Linked DNA regions of Zea mays: region 1 is linked to region 2. A link is a contact called in public Hi-C data. All regions are on one chromosome and are shown on one strand. Each heading gives the region's core, a stretch centred on a gene start, on an enhancer-like site or on the middle of the called end of the contact. The rest is flanking DNA. Distances are from core to core; before and after follow the strand shown.

Evidence for each region. Hi-C and Micro-C count contacts between places; a contact is called where the count stands out from the background.
Region 1: a contact with region 2 is called in a Hi-C map of an unstated tissue, with 2.9 times the contacts expected there. The contact joins the promoter of LOC103648407 here to the promoter of LOC100381631 in region 2. A contact is called at or near these places in 2 of 25 Hi-C or Micro-C datasets (bundle sheath and an unstated tissue).

The regions. Positions count from the first base shown.
Region 1 is chr2:11,810,218-11,815,645 of Zm-B73-REFERENCE-NAM-5.0, forward strand. It overlaps LOC103648407, which reads right to left and starts at 3,330. Exons shown (of 3, transcript XM_020548143.1): 1 at 2,785-3,330. The coding sequence starts at 3,075.
Region 2 is chr2:11,569,142-11,574,297 of Zm-B73-REFERENCE-NAM-5.0, forward strand. LOC100381631 reads right to left here and starts at 2,546. Exons shown (of 9, transcript NM_001174448.1): 1 at 2,361-2,546; 2 at 1,656-1,726; 3 at 1,393-1,573; 4 at 1,068-1,144; 5 at 731-968; 6 at 559-626; 7 at 1-394. The coding sequence starts at 1,721.

The sequences.
Region 1 (5,428 bases), core at 2,080-4,579, 240 kb after region 2:
GTCAAAACTCTAATTAGAGGTTGAAACTGTGTTTTGGCGTTCTAAACTGTAAAACGTAGTTTCATGCGTTTTAGACCATTAGCTACTTTTGGGTCCAATTTGTTAGTTACTTTTGGGTCCAATCCAACCCAGTCTCCACACGCTTGCTCTACTCCCCTACCAAGCCCAATGGCTAGTAGCGCACTACTCTGCTCTCTATCGCCGCCACTGCCTAAAGGTGTTGTTGTCGTCGTTTGTTGCACCTTGTGAGCCCTCTCCCTTTCCCTCCGTGCCGAGTGTACCCTCCTTCCGCGGCATGTGCAGTCGTTTCTCCGCACCGTGAGCCGTCTGCGCCATCCACGCCTCTCCTCTCCCTTCGTGCTGCCCTCTCTCTCCACGCCTATGTTTACTAGCAGGCGGTGGCCAGCACCCAGCAGTCGACTCCACTCATCCTCTATGCCTCTGTTTTGGTAAGCTACTAGACTTTCTGTTTTAGTATTTAACTTCATGTTATTGTTTAAAATTATAATATATTGGTATTTTCCCAATGTCGTTTAAAAGTCAAAACTTAACCCATATGCGTTTCAACGTTTTATCATTTTAAAACGTTTTTAATAACCTTGGGCAAGAGGGGCGGCCACCCTGGAGGCATGGATCCCAAAATCCGAGGTTGTCCCCTCACTCATATAGTTATTCTTATGGTGGGGTCATTTTATTCTGCTAATAGCGCAAACATAGTCTATATTTTAGGTTGTGTTGTATTCTTATACTCTAACTCTCCTATGTGTTTGAGAAAAAAACATCTACTTTGGATTAAGTACAAAATAGATCAAGAGTTCCTATTTTCTGTCTTATTCCTGCCCTTTGTACAGTGCAGCCGCCGGGCATCATAATAGTTTCACAGTTTGGCTCAGGGCTATCAAAGTATGCCCATGGCAAAATAACAAATGGCAATTCACTTGAGATGACAGAGAACAATAGTACCAAGGTTTCCTTGGAACTCACGCAAGAAAAAAGTATTTTACCTTAATCAGTAATTGGCTCCTTGAGATGTTAATCGGTCATTTATGTCTACAAAAACATTATAAATTGGTAGACTGGTACCTATGTGATTTGCTTCGCATTATTTATGAGAAAAAATAACACTAAAATTGAAAATTTCTATGACCGCATTAAGGAATCCATAGAGATACACAGTCCAATAAATGCAAAACATATGGATGTGGTACACAAAAAAATTGTAGAAGCTTTCTTCTAATATATATGTATAGTAGCTTATGCCAAACAAAAGTTGAATACTAAGAAAGGCTAACATAATTTATGTTCCATGCATGATAAAAAAAAGAGTTCCTAACAATATTATAATAATTCATAGGAACTATTACTGGTTAGAGTGTCCTGAGTTTCTAACAAAAAGGAAAATAAATATAGAAACACACTCTATTCCCCCCTCAGGCCGGGGGCCTAAAGCCACATAAGAATAGCAGTTTATATATGTTATGTTATTGATTTATCAATTAATGTATAATGGACACTAGTGTTCCAACTCGACCACTGAAGTGACACCCCTAAACCCTAATCGACCTTACTCCTCCATGAACACCATCATGCATCTACAATTTGTTCTGGTGCTCCTCCAAGATTCAGTCACAGATCCAATAGAAAATGCATATGGTGTGCAAATAGGTTGCTAAGTTAAAATACATGAGTTATTAGTTGCACTCCGCTTTCACTACCAGCCCTGTTCGGATGATCTAAAATAAGTTGCTAACTGTTAAAAAGGTATTGCCTCCATCCTTTTATATTTGACGCCAAATAGTACAAAATTAAACTAAAAACGTCAAATAAAAATGGAGGGAGTATTAGCTTGTTTCCCCTCTTGCCGTTGCAGATGATAAAAGTTTAGTCGTTGATCCAAATGCGAGGCCTAACGTGGTCTCTCAGTGACAAGTTTTGTGATCCCTGTTTGGATCCATCTGACACTGTCGGCTAATTTTAGCACCTTGTACTCCAAGGGATGAATAATAAATTGGTTAATTATTAGCCGGAAGGCTGACAAATTGTTTGCCTATTAGACATTAGAACTTGCTAATATGTGCTAATAGATTAAAAAAATAAAAAGACATATGTGCCTAGACTCCAAACATACCTGACTAATTGTTTGCCAACTAAGTATTTGTTGGCTAATTGTTAATCACTGAAAAACAAGAAGATCCAAACAAACAATTAGCCAAGAAGATCCCAACAGTGAGCCTTACTATAACTGGTCCCAAAACTCAATCTGCAAGTTACCTACTTTTCCATAAGAACCATAGCAACCAATAAGGGTTTGTTCGGTTATTCCTACGTCACATGGATTGGACGGGATTGGAAAATTTTAGTAGACATTTTGACTTACTATGGATTTGAACCCGCTCAATCCCCTCCAATCCACATGGATTGAGATGAAACCGAACAAGCCCTAACATGGATGTTGCTCAGCAAAAGCGCACGGTAGTTCCTGGCCGACAAGACCCAATTTGAGGAAGCATGCACAAGGTTCGTGTAATAGGCTAATAGCATCGATACCTGGAGGAGACGGGTCCTACATTATGCAGCTTCAGCCCACCTAATTGGGCCTATAAATGAACCAAACATTGACTCCAGCTATGAGCTACCCCATAAAACACAATCCACCTCAACCGATTAAATTAAGCTGGTCTGTAAATGCAAGATCAATTTTCAGGCCCGCTCCGATAGTGTAATCCCACCAGCAGTCCCGTGCGCGAGAAGAGAGTAGGGCGAATGGGCGAATGCAAAGCACACCTGGAGAAGAAGCTTTACGACGTTCGCCTCCTCACCGCCGGTTGCCGGCGGTCCGTTCGAAGCTTGGTGATTGGATGGCCGATTCGCCGAGCATCGCCATCCAGAGCTCTCGACGCTAGCTTTCGTGCCCCATGCGGCGGCTATAGTAGCCCACGCGAACAAATTCGACGTGCTCCGAACCACCAGCCCCTCGAGACCTCCAACACTCGCGCCGCGGCCGCCACGCACTGGCAGACGTGCCTGGCGGGAGGCGAAGGGGAGGAGAACGACGAGACTGGGCGGGCTTTGCATTCGCCGCTCGCCGTGGTTACCCGTCGTCGACTCCTCCCCACGCACACGCCCGCATCGCGCATGCTCCCGCTTCCACGCGTACGGGTACGACACCGCGGCGACCGACTGGTCCAGCGAGGCTCGACCGCTCGAGGCGTCCACCTCCAACTCCAAGTCGCCGGCAGACGGCCTCCAGGAGGTTCGAGAGGCGGTTTCTGTGGCGTTGGCGCTGTGAAGGTACCGTGGCCGGTTAAACTGCGGCCTAATTGGGCTAACGGGTCCTCATGTGTTCTCTTTTTTGGAAAAAAACATAGTGGGTTCAGGGTCTGTTTGGTTGGGCTGTGGCTGTGAAAAAAGTTGCTGTGGGCTGTGAGCTGTGGAAAAAGCTGCTGTAGGCTGTAAGCTGTTAAAAAGCTAAAAACCGTTTGGTGGAAACCACTAAAAGTCATTAAAAATTCTTCGATATATGTTTTCACAGTTCCATCCAAAAAGCCACTAAAAGCAGGTCCAGGGGTGCTTTTAGATTTGCACTACGAGAAAGTCGGCTTTTAGAAAAAGTTGTTTCCTGGATCCAACCCTTTGGTTGGCTTTTGGCTTTTAGGGGGGCAAAAGCCAAAGCCAAAAGTCAAACCAAACACACCCTCAATTATGCGCCAAGCACCTCGAATGTTCTCTTTTTCTGAAAAAAAAATATTGACATGCTCTCGAAGTCCAAGGAGCTTTCAAGTTCCATCATGAAACATCCCATCGGTCGTACAGTGTGCTTGTGCAGCTGTGCAAGACGTGGCATGAGCTACCCATGCGGATGAGGGGAACGCCACGCGTGCGCATCAACCTTACCACATGTACGGGCTACGGCAACGCAGTACAAGGACGAGGTATGCACTTTGTCAGTTTGTCTGCTCCATCGATATAAAAAAAGTAAAAGAATTATTCCCTCCGTTCAAGATAAAACATTTATATTCTCAGAGTTAGAGTCGGTTTGTTTAAATTATAATCTGTCTAGGTTTTATATAACTTATTTCAAACTAAGTATTAATTGAAAATACTTAGTTTAAAATAAATTAGATTATATAATCCGAAAATAGATTATAATATCAAATAAATTGCATTTTGGTTTTCTAAACGCATAAATTGCATTTTGGAACATCAAACTTGTTTATTTATGTCATTACAATCTCTAATCTCACAAAATTACAAGTTAATCACCTGTTTAGATCCTCGATCTATATTTGGGTCTTAGAGCCATGAAGAAGCGAACGGAGATTGAGTAACTAATAGGTGATTAACGAGTAGCAATTTAGGGACTGAAATGATATAGCTACATAATTTTAAGGGTCAAAATGGATAGTTTACTAGTTTAGAGACAAAAATAATGTGGATGGATAGGTTGGAGAATTAAATAAATGATGTATATGTTGTGGGGAGAATCTAAGTATTGTGAAGATTACGTGCGGAGTAAGATAAATGGGTCTATAGGGTTTATGATCTAGAAAGTGACGGGTTCCTACTTTCGTGAGACTTGGTCAATTCTATGCGTTCAGATTGAGATTGGATGGTTTTCACAAAAGCGATCCACACAAAAAAACAGGCTGAAAAGCTATACATTTGACAGTCTGCAACAGCCAATGTTTAAAATAGCTGGATATAGTTGTTGCAGAAGGTTGGGATAAGATAATCACATTTTAGCGCTAAACGGAGAGAACCGCTAATAGCGGACATTAGCCCGCTAAAACAGCTAAACACTACATCATTTAGCCCGCTAAAGGAGTTGTTGTGCGTTGTGGGCCAAATGAAATTTAGGCCCAAAACAAAATAACATGTCGACACATGCCCAGTTGCTCCCGTTGCTAACCTTAGTCGTCGCTTGTGTCACAGTCACACTCACAACTCCCGTTGCTCCTCTCCTCGCCCTCTGTCCAGCAGCAGCAGCCACCGAGGGACGCCGGCGTAGGGCAGCGGCGTGTACGCGTGGTCGAGACTCGAGACGCCCTGGCGTGTACGCGTGTACGCGTGGGCCGACGCTGCTCCTCCTGGCGCACGAGGACGCTGCTGCTCCTGACGCACGAGGACATTGCTGCTCTGTTCGGCTCTAGTCTCCACTGTTTGATGAGTACCGGAGAGCGCTCTGCGGCATCGTGAGCGGGTTAGCTTTGCATTGCAACTCAATTTTAGGTTCAGCCATAGATTGGTTTAGCTCGATCGATCGGTATCTGACGGTGGTGGCTGAGTTTGCAGCTGCGTTCCCGGCTGGGCGTACAAGGACTATAATTTCTGGTTCTGAAGTCTGAACCACCTATTGTATTTTTTTCTTTGGTTATTAGTTTATTACATAAAGAATGCTACTCGATTGTTCTATGTTCTGAAAATCGCT
Region 2 (5,156 bases), core at 1,296-3,795:
AACCAGCATTTAACTTTCTGTTCCCTCTGGGAGTGCTGGCCCAAACATTATACTTTATGCTCTTGTGAATGTGATCTTCAGTGTAGGATTTTATTACATAAAATCTGGCATCCTTGTACTCAGTCACAAAACCAGGGTGGTTGTATTTATCAGAATCAGCTATTGGCAAGACATTCTTATTTTTGTCTTCGGTTGAAGAGCTCCCCACTTCTTTCCTTGTTTTGGTGGCCCTTGGGCCACGGCATTGCTCATTCAGAAAGTCAGGAGAGCACTTCTCATCCTTGAAGGTACCGAATTTGCAACTAGCAGTGCTCCAACTTTGTGTACTGCCTCCAAATTTACCACCTTGCTGGAATGCCTTGTGTGATCCAGAATTAGACATGGACTCCTGATGCTAAAAGAATGCATGCCATCAGTTCCAAAACAACAAAACTGGCATGGAAAGTGCAGGGGAAGTATAATTAAAAATCCATCTAGTTATAGAACCATGTTTGGATCATAGTCACTGATATATCAATTCACAAGAACATGCTAGAATGCAATTAAATGACCACATACCATTCTAGAAGTCAGGGGTATGTTTCCTTGCCCAAAAAATCCAGGAAAACTACTCGGTTGCATTGGAACTGCAACAAATTTCCAAAATGGAATGGGAATTATACAGTAAAAGAAATCAAATTTCATATATACTATAAACAGCCACAAAGGTATCGACAAAATGAATTCTTACCTCCGTTAAAAGAACCAAAAGGCTGATAGAAGCTAGGAGTCACTGAGTAATGAACTTCGTCAGGACTGTAATACTGGTGCATAGGATAAAATTGAGATATTCCAGTACCAGGACTTGAATATCTCATGTTTGGAGAAGCAGGTGGCTGGTAGCAAGGCCTTGACAAGGGGCAGAGCAAAGAGAAATATGTATGGCTATCTCCAATGGCTGACAAAGGGGAATAAGCTCCATACGTCACCTGTGAAATGTTTGCATATTGAGGAGATACATGAGTAACTAGTTTTGCAGTAAAATCACTTCAGTAAACATGTTCAAGAAAATTAAGAAACAGGTTTACAGGGTATGCAGCATCAAGTCCCTCTGCACTCACAGCATATGGGTATCCCTCCCATTGATCCAAATGGTTCGAGTATCCTGTAGATGAAGTCATGAAAGCAAAAGCTTAGATCAAGTCAAGCAGAAAAAACTATCATGGGGGCTAAATAATAGGTAATTCTTATAGACGTAAATGCATGAATTTGTCTTTTATTGGGGGGGGGGGGGGGGGGGGGGGGGCAGATTATAGTCAGACCATATTATGCAGCATTAGTGCATTCTATCTTGTGCAACAATGTACAGGTAGGTGTAAGCATCAACACAGAGAAACAAAAAAGAAGTCTAACCTCCAGAAAAGGGTGTGTGTGGCTGAGAAACATACACATTGGGCTGGTAGCCCAACTGTTGTTCTCCACCTTTACCCTTACCCATAAAGCTAGCTTCCTCTTGAACACCTTTTGGTGACATTAAGGAGCCTGCACCTTGGACGACAGTGGTAGATGTGCTTTCATCTTTTGTCAAAAGAAGCTGACAGACAAGAAACATATCAAACTTCATGTTTGGCAAAGACGAAGAAAACAAGGAACCAGCATTACTGTACTACTATAACCTCTTCGGCACCCACACTTGTGGAATGCTTGTTCTCAACTACAGTCTGTGGTTCCGATGGCACCATATGACCTGACGAAAAGGAACAGCCATGTGTAAGTTGAGTGAGCAGTATAAGGTGCATTGTGATGAGCGCAAAGTAAACCAATAATAGGATTAGGATGCCACTAACATGCCAAACCACGCACGAACTGGTTAAAGAAGTTCTCATGATACTGAATAAATAAACAAATACGGGTTCCGATTTCATGTGCATAGGACATCGGCGACGAGCTCCCGTTATACGCCGTGCAGTAAAACAATGCCGGTTCTTCAGGGAAGACAGAAGAGCACTTGAACACAGGGACACACACACCATGAAGCGACGACACCTATGTATGGCCGAAGTTTCACAAGTCCTAGACATTTGCTCAAACACAAATGATCAAATGCCCTGGCGGCGAAGCATCTGGAGTAGTACACAGGAACTCCCGTCCCGTCCCGTCCCTTGAAAGCTGATGGCAGGCGAACTTCACGTCGGGCATGGGGGTTCGAGTTCGACGACTGAACTCGAACCCCTCCGGAATTTCGGACAAATAAGCTACCGCTTAGCACTCCGCCAAACGAACAATCCGGCACGAACTGAGCGGAACCAAGCGTCCATCGGACAGAGTAGCGTTTGGAGTTGAGAGATCACGGCGGGCAAACAGAAGAGACCTCTCCTTACCAGCGAAAGGAGAGCCCAGTCCAGTCCTCCAGGTCCAGACGGATACCGTCTCCAGCAGAAGCGGAAGCGGAAGGAAGAGGACGCCTGCGAGAGCAGTGAGTGAGAGCTGGAGCTCTGCGGCGGCGGGAGGCGTGGTCGGCGAGCGGCGGGGCGGTGCTGCGGTGGCGAGAGCCCAGCCGATGCAGGAGTTGGGGACGGGAGCGGAACGAGGCGAGGGAGAGTGGGAGACCGGAGACGGGGGTTTTGCGAGTGGTCTCTGAACGAGTACTGAACTCGTGGGTGGCCCGTGGCCGAGTAGAAAAAAAGGTGGCTGCAGACAGTTTTGCGTGATTCTTCATGTTTATTAAACGTAGGATCGGACGGGCTGGAGAGATGGCATCCTGGATGTCATTTTATTAGCCACCCAAATTAGGTCCAATCTAGTACGTATGCTGGTGGGTTAAATCCCGGTCGAAACCAACGATTGAAACGCTGGATTTTTTTTCTTCTTCTTCTAGCGCGGCTAAATCCTTGGTAATTGAACTGGACGTGTTCTGTTGAATTCATTCGTACGTTCTTAGTAATTGAACCATACGTGGAGAAGTTGTGCGAATCTCATCTCATCTCATGCACGAGTCCCATGTGAAAAAGCCCTCAGGCAAAAGATGTGCGCGACTGCTCGGCAACGGTCACTCATTCGTGGCCTTGCTCGGTCCTTTTGTCACTTTCACCTTTCTCCAAACCATCTCGGGTTCTCGACAAGGCGACGTACGTACGTACGTGCTGACGCGGACCCTCATTCTTGGGAAGAAAGTTTGGGTTGGGAGCTCAAAAGCGAGCAGGCTTCGCATCGCATGTGCTCGCTGAGCCAGAGCGCAGGGAACGCGCGCGTATACGCGGTTTCCTCGCGACGTAGAGAACAAATCGAGCGCTGGGGTGCTGCCTGCACTTGGTTGATTAGAGATTAAGGCAGCCAAGGTGGAAACCTTTGCTTAGCTGTGACTCGTCGTCGTCCTTGGGACCTTGACTATAGATATGGAGAGAGGAGAGACCTCTGCCCGCGTTGTGGCCAGTGGTGAGAGCAACTTCACTAGTTACGTGCTCTAAAAGACTTTCTAAATCAATAATTTAGATAACTCTTTTTCTCTAATATAAAAATTTCTCTCCAACATTTCTCTAAATAAAGTTATTAAATTTAGTAATTTCTCATCTAACCTCCTCATTATTTTCTCTACATCTGAGGCGGGCCACGACGGAGACGAGGCGGCGGAGTGACACATTGAGCCAGTGCGGGAGCCGGGAGCACTCGCGTCGTCGCGCGGCGTAGGCCCGATACACGATCGTGCGGCCGCGGCGCGTGTACGGTTCCGGGCTTCTGGCAGCTTCTGGCCACCAAAAGCTGCTGCGGACTGCCAAACGCTCAGCATTTCAGCCAGCTTCTATAAAATTCGTTGGGGCAAAAACCATCCAAAATCAACATAAACACATAATCGGTTGAGTCGCTGTAATAGTAGGAATCCGTCACTTTCTAGATCCTGAGCCCTATGAATAACTTTATCTTTCTCCACACGTAATCGTAATGATACTCAGATTCTTCCCACAGACAGATTTTCAAAATAACGGTTCAGAAAAAAAACTGAACCAAACAGGCCCGATGACAGACCGCGGTGCGGAGAGTGGGATACCGGCCGCGATCGCTGCTCTGTGGTCTGTGCAGAATGCCACTAGGCCACCGGTGCCGTTTCAGCTGCGACCGCACCGCACCCAATTTCAGACACAAAAAGCTTTGACAAGGTGAAGCTGCAACGTCAACTAGATACAGGTTAGCGTTGGGCAGAATACTGACGCCTGCTCAGCTTGCCATCTGAAAACATCATGAAATTCTGCTCATGCAATGGCAGAAATTCCACAAGGGGCTTGCGACTGTGTGATACTGTATAATCAAACTACAAAAACTGCACTGCAGCTAATATAGCAAGCGCAACTCTGCGGCAGCACAGCATATGACAGCAACCGCAGTGAAAGGAGTTTGCACGGGGTGGAGCTTCTGTGTGTTTGGTTTCTTAGATGTACGCGTCCAGGTCCGTGGCATCCATTGACCGAGAAAGTGCACCCGTTTGGTTGACTGTGTGATGGAGCTCTAAACTGCACACGCGGATAAAAAAAAGCCATTTTAGAAGACATGGGTTGCATCCGCGGAGATTAGACCAGGTCCCGTATCCCACCATGCAGGCTTGGACGAGGCTGTACGTTTGCATCGGGGGAACCAAACACATGGCTTGTGGTCTGCATCATCGGCATCCATGCTGGTTGGAGGATGAGCACAAACTCTTACCTGGTATTTGGTTTAAGGAATAAGTTAGTCCAACATCTTCTCGCTACTTACTTTTTTTGTTTGGTTTGTGGAATAGAATTATTTGATCCATCAGTCTCTCATTCATTATAGTTGGTTTATAATAACACGAAGAATGAGGTCATTTCACTAAATTTGAGAAATGGACTCATGATGCACTACTTTGTCTTGAATAGAGTGGTTCTCAAACCAATGCAAACACATCCTTAGTCGTGCTCTCATGTCTGGCCTCAGCTTGCCGTCACAACTATAAAAAAATTATCATAAACTATACGCTTTTAGAAAGTTGCATACTATATTTTTAGCAGCAGAAGCCTTTTCTATTGGACCAAACATAGCCTAGAGCTGGTTTTAAATTGCAAGTCATTTTTAGCCGAGTTTAAATTATAAGTCATTCATAGTTTTCACCCAAGTTAAACTTTGTAGCCTTTCACCAAAGTTGTATAAATTGTATAAGCACTACA